2 separate regions of the Zea mays genome follow, and region 1 is linked to region 2. The links are chromatin contacts, called in public Hi-C maps. All regions are on one chromosome and are shown on one strand. The core of a region is the stretch at or near the end of the contact, and the rest is flanking DNA. Distances in the headings are between cores, read along the strand shown.

What was found. Hi-C and Micro-C count contacts between places; a contact is called where the count stands out from the background.
Region 1: a contact with region 2 is called in a Hi-C map of leaf, with 6 times the contacts expected there. The contact joins the promoter of LOC103635519 here to the promoter of LOC103635455 in region 2. A contact is called at or near these places in 4 of 25 Hi-C or Micro-C datasets (bundle sheath, leaf and leaf mesophyll).

Annotation. Positions count from the first base shown.
Region 1 is chr1:64,273,867-64,280,801 of Zm-B73-REFERENCE-NAM-5.0, forward strand. LOC103635519 (cytochrome P450 709B2) reads left to right here and starts at 5,443. Exons shown (of 5, transcript XM_008657952.4): 1 at 5,443-5,971; 2 at 6,203-6,426; 3 at 6,517-6,761; 4 at 6,845-6,935. The coding sequence starts at 5,710.
Region 2 is chr1:64,146,318-64,153,339 of Zm-B73-REFERENCE-NAM-5.0, forward strand. LOC103635455 (cytochrome P450 709B1) reads left to right here and starts at 2,746. Exons shown (of 5, transcript XM_023301288.2): 1 at 2,746-3,905; 2 at 4,204-4,427; 3 at 4,539-4,804; 4 at 4,919-5,306; 5 at 5,405-6,066. The coding sequence starts at 3,620. The coding sequence ends at 5,839. It overlaps LOC100275086, which reads right to left and starts at 2,165. Exons shown (of 1, transcript NM_001149271.2): 1 at 664-2,165. The coding sequence starts at 2,029. The coding sequence ends at 878. It overlaps LOC103635445, which reads left to right. Exons shown (of 3, transcript NM_001353861.1): 3 at 1-456.

The DNA of each region.
Region 1 (6,935 bases), core at 4,193-6,692, 130 kb after region 2:
TCAAATCATGTTTTTGAGGACCTTCGGAAGCCGAAGGCCCCCAACATCTTTGATAGAGTACCGATAACCTTCACTCCGGTTTGATCTCGGACGCAGCCTAACTTTTCATCGTCAACACCATCGAAGAGCAGTGCCCCTGGTTGATATCCGCAGGATATGGCATATTCTTTTAACTCTTCTTTCTCAGCCTTCATCAACTCTTGTCCAATTAAGTTTTGAAAGTTGAAAATTTCCTCTTTCGAAGCGTCTTCGGCTATTTTCTTTTCCTTCTCAGGCTCTGTGGCCATGGTTTCTTCGGTGGCTGCAACAGTTTCTTCAGCGGCCATGTCTAGAAGTATTTTATCAATATTAGAAAGTGTGCTTTATAAATGTACATCTTCGGTCGTGGCAGCTTCGGCAGCTGTAGCTTCGGTAGCTGTTGCGCTCTCAACAGCTGGTGCCTTCGAAGCCGAAGCTTGTGGTGGTGTCCCTTCAATAACTTCTGTCACTGTAATAATTCTTCATTTTTTTGGCCCAACTGCCTTCTTCGTTATCGAGGGCTCCTTTTCCTTCTGAAAAAGCTTCGTCAGATGCGGCCCCAGTGGACTTAGCTTGATAGGCAAAGATTCAGTCATTACCTTTAAGATTTCCTCCACGTCGGTGGCAGAAGGTGTTGCAGCAGTTTCTTCTTCTATATCAGGTGCCTTCTGCTTCGGAGCCGCAGCCTTTCTTTTCTTCGAAGCATCTATCTTTGGCTCAGGCCTCAACTTTCTCTTTTTCAGTTTTTCTTCATCATCTTTCACCAATTTAGCAGCTTCTTTATTCAGGACGCTAGCAACTCTCTTTCTCTTCTGTCCTTCGGCACCTCGGTCCAACCGCTCATAGTCAGGATACTCAAAGTTCAGAGCATCCATCACCCGGTTTAACCTTCGCTTTGGACGAGTGCCGAAGGCTGCAGTCATTAGTTGATCTTCTTTTTTAGAATAATTGCCAAGAATTTCGTTGCACATAACTTCAATTGTGTCTAACCATTCTTGGCAAGGTACTTTGAAATGTTTCTTGAATTTATAATAATAGGGCAATCGAACAAGTTCCCTCTTTTTCTTTTCTCCCTTGAGCTTCGGCATGTCCCACTCTTTCAAAGTTGGGAACACTCTAAAAGCCAAGAATTCTTGCACCAGATCCCTAGTGCCAATATGCTCTGCAATAACTCGAAATTTGCCCAGTGCAATTTGGCTTGGACTCTCCGGTGTCATGTTGCACTGGGGCCTGGTTTCTCCAAAGATTAATTCTAGTAGACTTTGGACCAGCTTCTCCTTTTCTTCACCAACTTTGACGTAAAACCATTCAGTCTTCCAGCCAGCTGGCCACTTGGTACGATAGCTGATAACTGGAAACTTCGTATTTTTGCGATAAGCAAAATTGTAGCAGCCGAAGTTTTCATGCAGCCCATCTTCTCTAGCTTTTGTTTGATAATGAAGCTCATGTACTCGGCAGAAGACTTCGACAAATGGTTCTACCCCTTGGCTTCAGAGGGCCCAGATGTAGACACTAAGCCTAACGATGGCGTTAGGAGTTAGATGATGAAGATAAATCCCAAACTTCTTCAAAACATCAGCAATCATCCCATTCAAAGGAAATCTTAATCCCGCTTTAAAAAAGCTTTTGAAGACTACCACCTCATCCTTTTCTGGCTTCAGAGTAATTTCCTCTCCGCCAAAACGAACCAGCTCCTTTTTTGCTTCACTAAAATAGCCTAACTTCATCAGCTTAGACATATCACCTTCGGTAATGGTGGATTTCCCAAACTCCAGGTGACTGGGTTTAGATGGCACGACGCTGTAATCATCTTCAGATTCAATTTCCTTAGCATCAACCTGCTCAGCTTCAGCGGCAGGTGCATCCTCCGATACTACCAGCCCTGACCGTTTCATCACTTCAGAGATTGGAGCGATTTCGACACCTTCGACTTCCTCTCCATCGCGAGTAACCCTAGCTGTTGAGCGTACCCTAGCCATCTGATGATTGAATTTCTTGTTTTTTGACGAAGTTGAAAATTTTTAAACTTTGCCGAAGCTCTTTCTTGTTACGAAGCTTGAGCAAAATGAATAGCTTCGGTTGAGGATGCAGTAAGCAAGCTTCGGCTATGGTCAAATTTTTGGCAGCAAAACAGTGCAATAGCAAAGAATGCTGTGGTAACTTCACACCTACCCGTCTGTTTATATAGTGCCGCAAGTGGGAAGGTAAATCATCAAGTCTTCCGCACCGGACAAACAGCCGCCCGCACCCACTGAACGGTGGGCCACAGGTGAATCGCCAGGACGCGCGTAACTGCTGCATGGTGGGGCCACCTCGTGCTCGAATTATTTTAATCGTTTCTTGGCAACGAGCTCAGGGAAGGTGTTTTTCGGATCTTCGGCATCCCGAAGCCTAGGAGACTTTTTCACGGATCAAGCTCGTTACGAAAAATGATCTAGCACCGCGAAGGAGCTACTATTGGGGGTATGCTTCGTAGCCGAAGATCCTGAAGAAAGAAACACCTTCGGCAGATCCTCTCAAAAGCAGTGCCAAAGCTATCACCCATAAAGCTTCGGCATAGTGACATGTCTCAAGACGAAGGAGTGAACCGACTTAAAGATGAAATGACCAATAGACCCATGATAGTTTGTGTCATGATTGTAATCGATTGTAAAGGGCATAAATGTAATTTCACACAGGCTGCGCCCTGTGCCTATAAATAGATGAACAGTACCCCCGTACTGTTCACGCAATCTTGTAATCACTTGCATGCGACACTTGGATTATTGCCTTCTGTCAAGACGAAGGTATAAATGTGATGAAATGTTATGTTTTAATATTTAAGTTTGTATAATGAAATATATGAATAAGTTTATGTATTTTGATATATTATTCTTTCATGTTTTATATTTTATATTTCATGTTTCACTATTTCACAACTCTAGTCACGAAGATATGACCTTCGTGATTTTTGCTCATGACCTTCGTCCGAAGTTCATTATACCCTTGGGGAGATAATGCTTCAATGGACGAAGGGCATTAACATTTAACATTTTATGTTGCCTTGTTCTTAATTCGAAGCATTTGAGAACAAGTTGCCAACAAGTACCATGGTTTTCTTCCTTATATCAAATCTCGTTTGTGAGGAATCTCCACAAGTTGGAGTCTCTGACACCTTACACAAATGATCTTAATTAAAACCGGAGTATGGGGGGAGTAGAAACACACACAAGAACTCAATCATAGCAACAACACACACACAAGTCAAGAAAAGAGCAAGAATCAAAATAATGGAGTCACAACTCAAGAACGCGCTCAAATCTTTATCTAATGATCCGACAGTGTGGTCGCAAAGTCTAGGAGTTGTAGATTTCTCAAAGTGTGCTTGTGTACTGTCCCATGGCACCTAGGGGTTCTTTTATAGCCCCAAGGGACCCAGGAGCCATTTGATCTTCATTTGGAAGGCCCTAGTTGCGTTCTATCCGTGGGTGCACCGGACAATCTGATGCACACCGGACTGTCCGATGCACCGACTCCCTTCCTTAATCAGTCGAGCCGACCGTTGCTAGCTGTTGGTCACTTGGCACACCAGACAGTGTGGTGCAACCTGGTGACAGTTGGTTCGGCTGACGTGGCCAACGCTGATTGCATGACCGACCGTAGCCAGGCGCGCGGCTAGCACACCGGACAGTCCGATGCACACTGGACAGTTCGATGAATTATAGCCATCGAGCCTCAGCACTTTCCTGAGAGTGACCTGTTCAGCCAGCTGATAGCCTAGGCACCAGACAGTCTGGTGCTCCCCAGACTGGCACATGTTTGGCTAATCTTAGCCAAACACCATTTCTCCAAAATGGTTCGACTTGAGAAGTTTCCTAGCACTTAGATGAACATAGTTAGCAACTAAAACAATTTACTAAGTGCTAGAATCAAACCTTGTTCCTTTATTGTGATAGGATTTGCAATATACACCAAATGCACTTTTCCTATGTTTCTCAATTTGCCTTCCAAATATCTGTGCCTATGCTCATACATCAAGATGTTAGTCCAAGACAATGTGTTGAACATTTAATCACCAAAACAAAATTGAAATGGCCTAAGGACACATTTTCCTTTCACTTACACCAAACCTTAAGTTCCTTGTATCCTCTAAAAACTCTCGAGAATTCTCTATAGACTTTTCTCCAGTAGGGCCCATTAGTGGGGTATCTCAACATAGCATATATGTTATGGTCTTCTTTCTGCCATTGTAACAACTTTGCATGCTCTTTATTTTTAAACAAATGTTTCAAGGCATAGTATTATAGGAGCATAGCACATCACCTTGGCATGAACTCTCTTTCTAGATCATTCACCATCACTATCACTAGGGCCATCTCGCTCGATCTTATGTTCTGATGCATCACAAATCGAACATGCATCCAATTTCTCATCTTTTGGGCGTGTTAGAGCATGCTATCATTAGGACATGCATGCATGTTAGACCATGCTATCATTAGTTAAAAAGGTCATAAATATCTATTACATGATATAACTAATTTAAAAGGTCCTAATTTGTTGAAGCCTTGGTACAATATAGACATTCCAAAATAGCACTAAACAAACTAAGGCAACAATGCACTTCAATAGAATAAACATTTTGTGACTAATTCCATCTAAAATAGATAGATTCTTTATCAGTTCTTCATTGGTTGACTTCTCCTATTGGTTCATCTGTTCATATATAGGTGCACTCTCATCGGTCACCTCAATTGACTTTTGCACATGCTTAACATACTCTTCATTGCAATATCAACCTTTACTTCCCACTGAAAGGAGAACACCAAATTAATAAAAAGTTTAATCAAAGTCATCATAAAAATGACTACAAACCATTAAATAGGTGGATCAAAATAACTCACACTGTAATCTACGCACTTGTAGAAGATGAAGCCCTAGTTGGGACACACATTCTTCACTCTATGCTCCAACATAGTCTTCTTCTTACACTCAACGTATGCAATCATAGGGAGGTCTCACCTCAGTTGCTCATGAACTCTATACGAGTTCATGGACCCAGAAGAAGTCGACATCTACTCTATACTTTTTTTTTGATCAACTACTATTGATTTCTCTATTTCTAAATCATAAAAGGTGGATAATCATTTTGATCAACTACTATGAACTTTCTTCTTCTACATATATCAATTATCAAGTGACTTTAACCTTAAACAACATATAATAAAAGGTGCTTATTTAGGCCTTGTTTATTTTCGCCTTTTCTGGTTATGATTCTTGCGGTCACCGATTCCTCGTATCCCCCAAAAGTTGTTACCGGTTTTTCGATTCTCCATTACTAGTTCAATTTTTTACTCTGGAAAATGACACGACAGGAAGGAGCGAGTTTATCGTAGGGTGTTTGGTGGTATTATACGTTTCTTGCCACGGTCACCACCAAATAAGCGAAAATAAGCAGGGCCTTATTTGTCTCGTGTTGATCATTGTGATGACCACCACCTCAACTGGACATGGCGGTATGGCACCGACGCTGCCAACAAGCCATGCATGCTATACATCATTTTCTTTCTTTTTTTCATTTTTAGGGAGGAACTATATAGCATATTATTATGAATACAAAGCATGACACTCCACCCACATGGTAGCCGCACGGCATGGTACTGTGTGTGGCAATAAAAAGGACCTCTGATCAAGCCTCATTTCGCATCGGCGGACATGGTGGTGGCCGTGCAGCTGGCCGCTCTTCTCGCGCTGCTGCTCGCGCTGTGGCGCCTGGTGTGGCGGCCGCACGCCGTGGCGCGGTCGTTCGCCAGGCAGGGCATCCGGGGCCCGCCCTACACGTTCCTGGCAGGGTCCTTGCCGGAGGCGAAGCGGCTGCTGATGGCCGGCCGGAGAGGGACGGCGCCCCTGGACGCCGGCTGCCACGACATCATGCCCGTCCTCTTGCCGCAGTTTCACAGATGGGTCGCGGACTATGGTAAACTTGGTGACCACCGGTGGTGCTGATTCTCCATTTTTTTTTTCCCGTTTCTTCTCTACTAGAAGAAATTGTCAAGAAACATGTAGTAGGCGCCTGTCTACAGTTGTTGGAAATGCATGGTTGGCCGTGAGTGACTCGTCATGAACCAGTGCCGACAAGACATTATCTTCAAGATTTTGATTAAACGGAACCTCAAATATACATATATATTGTTGGGCATTCGTGCAGGGAGAACGTTGCTGTTCTGGATCGGGCCGATTCCCGCTGTCTTGTCTACTGATCTACAGCTGATTAAGCAGGTTCTGACAGACAGGACGGGCCTGTATCAGAAGGACTTCATGATCCCCGTGCTCAAGTTCCTCTTCGGCAACGGTGTCATATTGATAAACGGAGACGATTGGAAGCGGCACCGCAAAGTGGTCCTCCCTGCGTTCAACCATGAGACGATCAAGGTACGGTAGACAAAGGCACATCTAACATATATATATAGTAGAAGATGATTGGTTTCATTTACACTGCTGCGCGCGTGTGTGTTCATTCAGAGCATGTCGGCGGTGACGGCAGAGGTAACGGAGCAGATGATGCAGCAATGGCGCGGCCAGATACACGGAAGCGAAGAGGAATCCGCCGAGATAGACATGATCCACGCCTTCAACGACCTGACCTCCAAGGTCAATGGCCGCGTCGCCTTCGGCACGAGCCACCGGGAAGTCGAGGAGGTCATTGTACTGATGCGGGAGATGCAGAAGCTCGCCACTGCGGCCACGCTCGATGCTCCAATACTCTGGTATGGTACGCTGTCATCATCTCCATCAAGTCGGTGCAAGTGGAGGAGTAATCTTTTTTTTTTTGTTTGTTTCGTTTGTTTAGGTATCTGCCAACTCGGCGTAACCTGCACGTCCGGCGTCTGAACAAACAGCTGAGAAGCAAGATCATGTCCATCATGCAGGCGCGGCTGGCC
Region 2 (7,022 bases), core at 1,496-3,995:
ACGTGAATGGATTTGCCCCCGGTACTACCGGAGCAACGCAGGTCCCAGCATTTTTGCTATCTGCATAGGAAGTTCTATATTATTTTGAGAAGAGCAAGACAGAAAAGTAAAGCTTTTTTATGTGTCTCCTGAGTGGCTCTGGCACAGTGGTGTCTGAAATTGGATTGAACTTGGGTCTGTGCATCTCTAGTTGGGCTACAGAATGTCATCCTCTGATATTCATTGTTGATCACGACGATGCTTCGACTCCGAGGACCAAAGTATCATCCACCATGTTTGTTGCGGCTTTAATCTAGCTGCGGATACGGTTTCTACAATATTTTGTCCCTATAGACAGTTGATGCTACTAGCTGATAAGTCTGAGATAGTGTCATGTGAGTATGTGACTATCATACAACCGTTTAGCATCACTTTTTTTAGAGTGATGCGAAATTCTTTGATGCACTCAAACTTTCCTCCAATATTCATTGTATCCAATTACTAGCAACCATGAGGCGTCTCCTGTATCTGGGGTGGGGAGCTGTTCGATACCCTTGGCTACTGTCTGGTTGCATCAACAGCTAGCGATGCGAAGATATTCCATGTGCAGTGAAAAGACTGGCATTAGTAGCTCAGGTCACGTTCTTTTGTAAATTTTAAATAGGATACATTAGGCACGCACGATAGGACAATCTTTATATAAGTTATTATATATAAAATAAGAGAAGACCAGGCGGCTTAGTCTGCAGCGCAGACAGAAAATGAGAATTACAGACGAAACTCCCCTTCTGCTGCTGCTGCTCGAGCCTAGAGAAATCTACCGGTAAAAATGATCTTTTCTCATGGTTATGGACGATGCGCTATCTGCAAGACGACGCGACTCTGGAGCTGCTGATCATCAGGTGTTCATTCCTCCGGCGTGCGGGGCGGACCTGAGTTCGTCCAGCGCCGCCCTCGCCTGGTCTTGCAGCAGGTCGATCCGACGCAGGTACACCTCCAGCTCCTGGATCCGCTGCTGCCGCCACTTCTCCCCTTCCATCGGCACCCCAGCGATGGGGGGCGGCGGCTCCAGCCCCAGAAGCGCCGTGCTGCCGCCGACGCCGACGCTCAGCATCGCGTGCACCATCTCCTTGAACAGCGCCGCCAGGATGGGGTTCTCCGCGGTGCTGCTGCCGGAGACGGCCGCTGCCGCCGCAGCTGTTGACAGCGCGGCCGGCAGCCCAGAGGCTGGGTCCACGCTGACGCCGCAGCCGCCGTCCATGACCGCTGCCGCAGTCACCTGCGGGAACGAGGGGAGCACGTCCTCGGTCATCACCGGCATGGGCGCCGGCGGCAGCGCGAGCGTCGTCTCCGGGACCGCGTCGGCGGGGAAGTCGCCCGTGCGGCGGCGGCGGCCACGTCGTGGCCTCGAGGTAGGGGACTTGGCGGACCCCCCGTTGGCGGCGGCGAGGGCGGCGTCGATGGCGAAGGTGGCAGCGTCCATGGCGAAGGTGGCGTCGTGGGCGTTGTTGCCGCCGCCGCCGCCCTCGTCGTCGGAGTCGCGGCCGTGCTTGTCGGAGGCGGGGCGCCAGATGGTGCGGGCGATCTCGAAGATGGCCTGCTCGTGCGGGGAGCGGAAGTTGAAGCCGGCGCCGGCGACGCGGAGGCGCTCGACGCAGTTGCGGTACTTGCGCTTGAGGCGGCGGATCTTCTCCACGAGCTGGTTCTTGGTGAAGCCGGTGTTGAGGCGGCGGCGCATGTCCTCGTAGAAGGGGGTGGTGTCGTATTGGTGCGACGCGAAGGCGGTGCCCCGCTGCGCCGTGAACTCGGCGAAGGCGCGCAGGATCACGATCTCGTCCTCGTCCGTCCACAGGCGCTGGAACAGTGGGCGCCGCTCCCCGGCCGCGCCGGCGGACGCGGGGGCGGCGGGAGAGGAGAACACGGGGTTAGGGTTTGGGTCCACGGGGAAGTCGAGGTCGTCGGAGTCGCCGTTGCCGTAGGCGTCGGCGTCAGGGAAGGAGGCCGACACCATGGCGCCGGCGGCGGAGGGGTCGTCGACGGTGGGGAACATTAGATCGGATCGGGGTCGATCGGCTCGAGTCGGAGGCTAGGGTTGGGGGTTTCCGATGGATTGGGCTCGAGCTCGAGCTCGACCGCTTGCGCCCGGCGGCCCGGGTGGGGTTTGGGACTACAACCTTGGTTGGTTTGGTTAGCCTACGCGGCGGACTAGCGGTATGGTTGGACCGGGGTAACACGCTACCAAGCCCCCTCCACCGCATCCCTACTCTGCTCCGTTTGATTCCACGGATTAGATTTAGTCCTGGCCAAATCAAATGTTTGATATTGATTAGCCAAAAGATAGCTATGCCACGAAAAAATTGGATTAGATTAGAGTTTCTAATACTCTAAAAAATATCAGGGTATCTAATATAGTTTTAGGAATGCAAACAAACGTCTTATGCTATAAAATATTATGGTATTACTAAAAATCATAGTATTGCATAGAAAATGTGAAAATACTTTACACCCATGCTCTCAGATTTCACAACTCTCTCTTTTAGTCTGAAGTGCTTGAAGCATTGAACACATACGTACTTATAACTCTATGTAATTTTTATTTCTCACATGTCACATCGTCAATGGCATTAATTATCCATGGTTTATGCCATTATTAGACTTATAATTAACTAATATTTAGATATCCGATATAGACTAAATTTTAGTCCCTGCTCCCCTCAATGTCTTAAACGCAAACCTTTGAACTCATCCATTACATCAATCTTCTCCTTGCATATAATTTTGGATGACACTCCCCCTTTTTACTGTATTCTCTAGAGCCTAGTAAGAATAGGAGCCTAAAAAGAATAGGGGCACATGTTTCTTTACCGGGCTATAATTTGATGCATTTTTTAATCCAAACTATTACTATTAAAACATAAAATATATTTAAACGTCATTGGTACGATCTCTAATTATATATTTAGAATTATTGTATAATTGCTATAGATAGATATCAAATTAATTATTGTTTATAGATAGAAGTTTAATCAATTATGATATATCTTTCAATCTTTGCTTGTAAGCCATGATGCTATTCATATCCCACTGCGCCGAAACAATTAACTTTCAACGGTCAGGTAACTTTTAACAGGCTCAGGGTCAAAAGTTCATAACATCTTATAGCTTTCTCGCCCTCTTATAAGTTGCGGTTAACTTCCAACGGTTACACCTGTTTTCAGAAGTCAAACCGAACATAATTAAAACTCACGTACACATCAATTACATAAATGATTCATCATTGCAGAGTGCTCAAAAATATAATAATATAAAGATTATTTAACATTAGTACAGACTGACATCCACATAGTCTTAAACTTCATAAATATCAAAGTGCATGAACGGAAACGTAACTAATTAACGACCCTGACTGGAAGATTATGCTAACGATGATGATTTCTGCAGGGAAAAGGATACAATTTTCGGCGGAAACAGTCCTCTTCGTTATTTAATTTGGAGCAGTTCTCTCTCGTCTCGACACTGCACGGCAGTGACGGCACGGAGGAGTTAAAAAGACGGCAGCGCACCGGCACCTCCTCTCACACAGGCAGTCCCCCCTCCCCCCACCCACCCAGCGTGCGAGGCGATCAAACCGTGTGCGGGCATGGCGGCCACGCTGCTCCTGGCCTCGGCGACCGCGCTCCTGGCGCTGGCGGCGGCGTGGCTCTGGGACTACGTCGTGGTGCGCCTCCTTTGGCGGCCCCGCGCAGTGGCCGGCATGTTCAGGGCGCAGGGGGTCCGCGGGCCGCCCTACAGCTTCCTCAGCGGCTGCAACCGCGAGATGAGGAGGATGAAGGCGGAGGCCGACGACGGGCTCCGGCTGGACGTCCGCGACCACAACTACCTCCCCAGGGTGATGCCCCACTTCCTCGCCTGGAAGCAGCAGTACGGTAGGTATGCCTGTCTGTTCGTCCAGTCATCCAGGATGTATCTATTTCTATGCGTCTCCTGTATCCGTAGTTCCTTCCTGATTTGATGTTATTGATCATCTATGCTCTGTTGATCTGTTCCTGCTATGCTTGATATATTTTTTCACTACTTCCACGCTAGCACTACTTTTCTGTACTGTAGTTGAGTTGCTCAGGCAAAACGAACACTGAAATTAAACTCATGGCTGGGTACCAGTTTTAACTCTCTCCGGCTTGGCATGGAATTGAAACTGAAGGTTTTTGTTCCAACGCCGCGCAGGGGAGCCATTCCTGTACTGGATGGGTCCGCGGCCCCGGGTCTGCCTCTTCGACTACGAGTCGGTAAGGCAGGTTCTTTTCAACAAGTCGGGTCATTTCTTCAAGGACGACGCCCACCCGACTATCCTGGCAATGCTCGGCAAAGGGCTGGTCCTGGTGGAAGGCACCGACTGGGTGCGCCATCGGAGGGTGGTCAACCCAGCCTTCGCCATGGACAAGCTCAAGGTGACAATTAATTAATAATCTCCTAGATTCATCTCAGTGCTCATCTCAGATCTCCCCACCGGTGGGCGACACGTTGTCTGAAATGCATTCGTTCATGGCCGGTTTCGTAAGATGATGACGGAGACGATGGTCAGCTGTGCTGAGCCACTGATCAAGCGGTGGGAACAGCTCGCAGCCAGCAGATCCAGCGAGGACGGTGGGAGGGGAGAAGTGCAAGTGGAGTTCAGCAAGCAGTTCCAGGACCTGACGGCGGACGTTATCTCCCACACCGGTTTCGGAAGCAGCTACAAGGAGGGCAAAGAGGTGTTCCATACGCAGAAGCAGCTCCTGGCGCTCGCCATGGCGACTCTCCTCAACGTGCAGCTGCCAGGATTCAAGCAAGTCGATCTCTATTTCTTTTCTTGCCTCTTCTTGGTCACCAGTAATCGGTCTTTGCCTTTTCTGTACATCCAAACGACGGTTTGGTTGATTGAGTTCTTTACTACTTCCAGGTATCTCCCTACCAAGAACAACAGGCTCAAGTGGGCGCTAGAAAAGAAGATGAAGACGACGCTCACGGCGATCATACAGTCGCGGGTGGCATCCAATGGGAGGAGTAGTGGATACGGAGACGACCTGCTCGGCCTGATGCTCGAGGCCTGGCTCACAGCGGAACGAGGAGGAGGGGAACGGGACGAGTCGAGCCTGACCATGGACGAGATCATAGACGAGTGCAAGACATTCTTCTTCGCAGGCCACGAGACCACGTCCCATCTGCTCACCTGGACAATGTTCTTGCTCAGCGTGTACCCGGAATGGCAGCAACGGCTAAGGGACGAGGTCCTGAGAGAGTGTGGACAGGCAAACCCTACTGCAGACACGCTTAACAAATTCAATGAGGTACCGCATCTACTTGTGACTACTGCATGAATCTTAAATGTCTTGACCGCGATCTTTAGCTGCTGCTGACATCGAAGGTTGTTGCCATTACATTGCAGATGACGATGGTGCTCCTCGAGACACTGAGACTCTACGGCCCTGTCATGCTCATGCTAAGAAAGCCTACCTCCGACATAAGGCTGGGCAGCCTCAGCATACCGAAAGGCAACGGGATCGCCATACCTGTCCCGTTCCTCCACCGAGACAGAGAGGTCTGGGGCGACAACGCCAATGACTTCGATCCGTTGAGGTTTCAGAACGGGGTCACGAACGCGGCCAAGACCCCGCAGGCTCTTCTGTCGTTCTCGATCGGGCCGAGGGCATGCATCGGCCAGAACTTCGCGATGCTGGAAGCCAAGTCGGTGATGGCCATGATCCTGAAGAAGTTCTCCTTCACGCTTTCCTCGAGCTACGTGCACGCGCCTGTGGATTATATCACGCTCCAGCCTAAGTTCGGCCTTCCCATAGTTTTGAGGCCACTCCCGGATGTATGATGTGAAATGGATCTGTAGCCTGATAGCTGATTTTTTTGGGGGGTCTAACTGTCTAAGTATGCATAAGAGGTCAGTATTCAGGACTTGGTTTCATCCGCCAAACAGTAAGGCTAAAGAACCAAAACTTGTTGAAAACTGGTAACTTTCTGGGATTTTATGCCCGTATTATGTATATAAATATATAATGCTACATAGAACTTTGTATTCGGAGTTGGTTCTGAGTTGAATTACCCGAGCTGACAAAATCTTGCAAAGGCAGCTAGCTAAGCTGAGTTACAAAGCTTTTTACAGCCTTGATTTGGCCCGTCGGATTCGGATGGTTGCAAATTGCGATGATTGCACATGTAGAGAAGCACGGGATGTCCTGTTATTGTTAAGGTCTTGTTCGTTTATATCGGATTGCATCCGGAATCGTTCTAGTTAATCAAAATTTATATAAATTAGAGAAGCAATCCAGTTAGGAATCGTTCCGACCCACCAATCCAACACAAACAAACAAAGCCTAAGCCTGTACCAAATTAAAAATAATATTACAATATTCCATGGAACTTATATGAAATTAAAATATAACCTTGATAATTTTACTCTCTTACTAGTGTATAAGCATGTAAACATGTAGACATAAATATCTCATAAATTTAATTTCAAACCTAGAGTTAAAAATTGAGTTCTGTGACTTGCGAGGATGGTGGCAACAGGGCCCTCTTCGCCTCCTCAGACATCACAGGCGTGACGGACGATGGTGCCACAAAGGATATCCGCGCTAGCGTCTCTCCCTTTCTCAATCAAATAACTACGTTCTCGAATTGAACCTAATATTCCTAAATTTACCAAATCGAAAACTCATGTACCTCAATCGATGACCTAACAATTCTATTACACTAACATCTGGTAGCTCCGCCTGCACAAGTGTATCACTAGTGTACATGGCAGACGAGTCGAGATCAAGCAAATGGGTCGGGCCTGTTGAGCGGCCCATCACCTAGCATGGCTCAACCCATTGTCCATAGGGCCCATACTGGTAGTGTTGTGCCTGGACCTTAGGTGCGATACGACAGGTTAAGTGGCCAAATATGGTTTAGCTTGGCTCGAGTATGGCTCCCGTTGTCCATAGGGCCTATAACGGTCGTGATGTGCCTGTGCCTTAGGTGCGACACGATAGGTTAGGTTCGCCACGATCCAG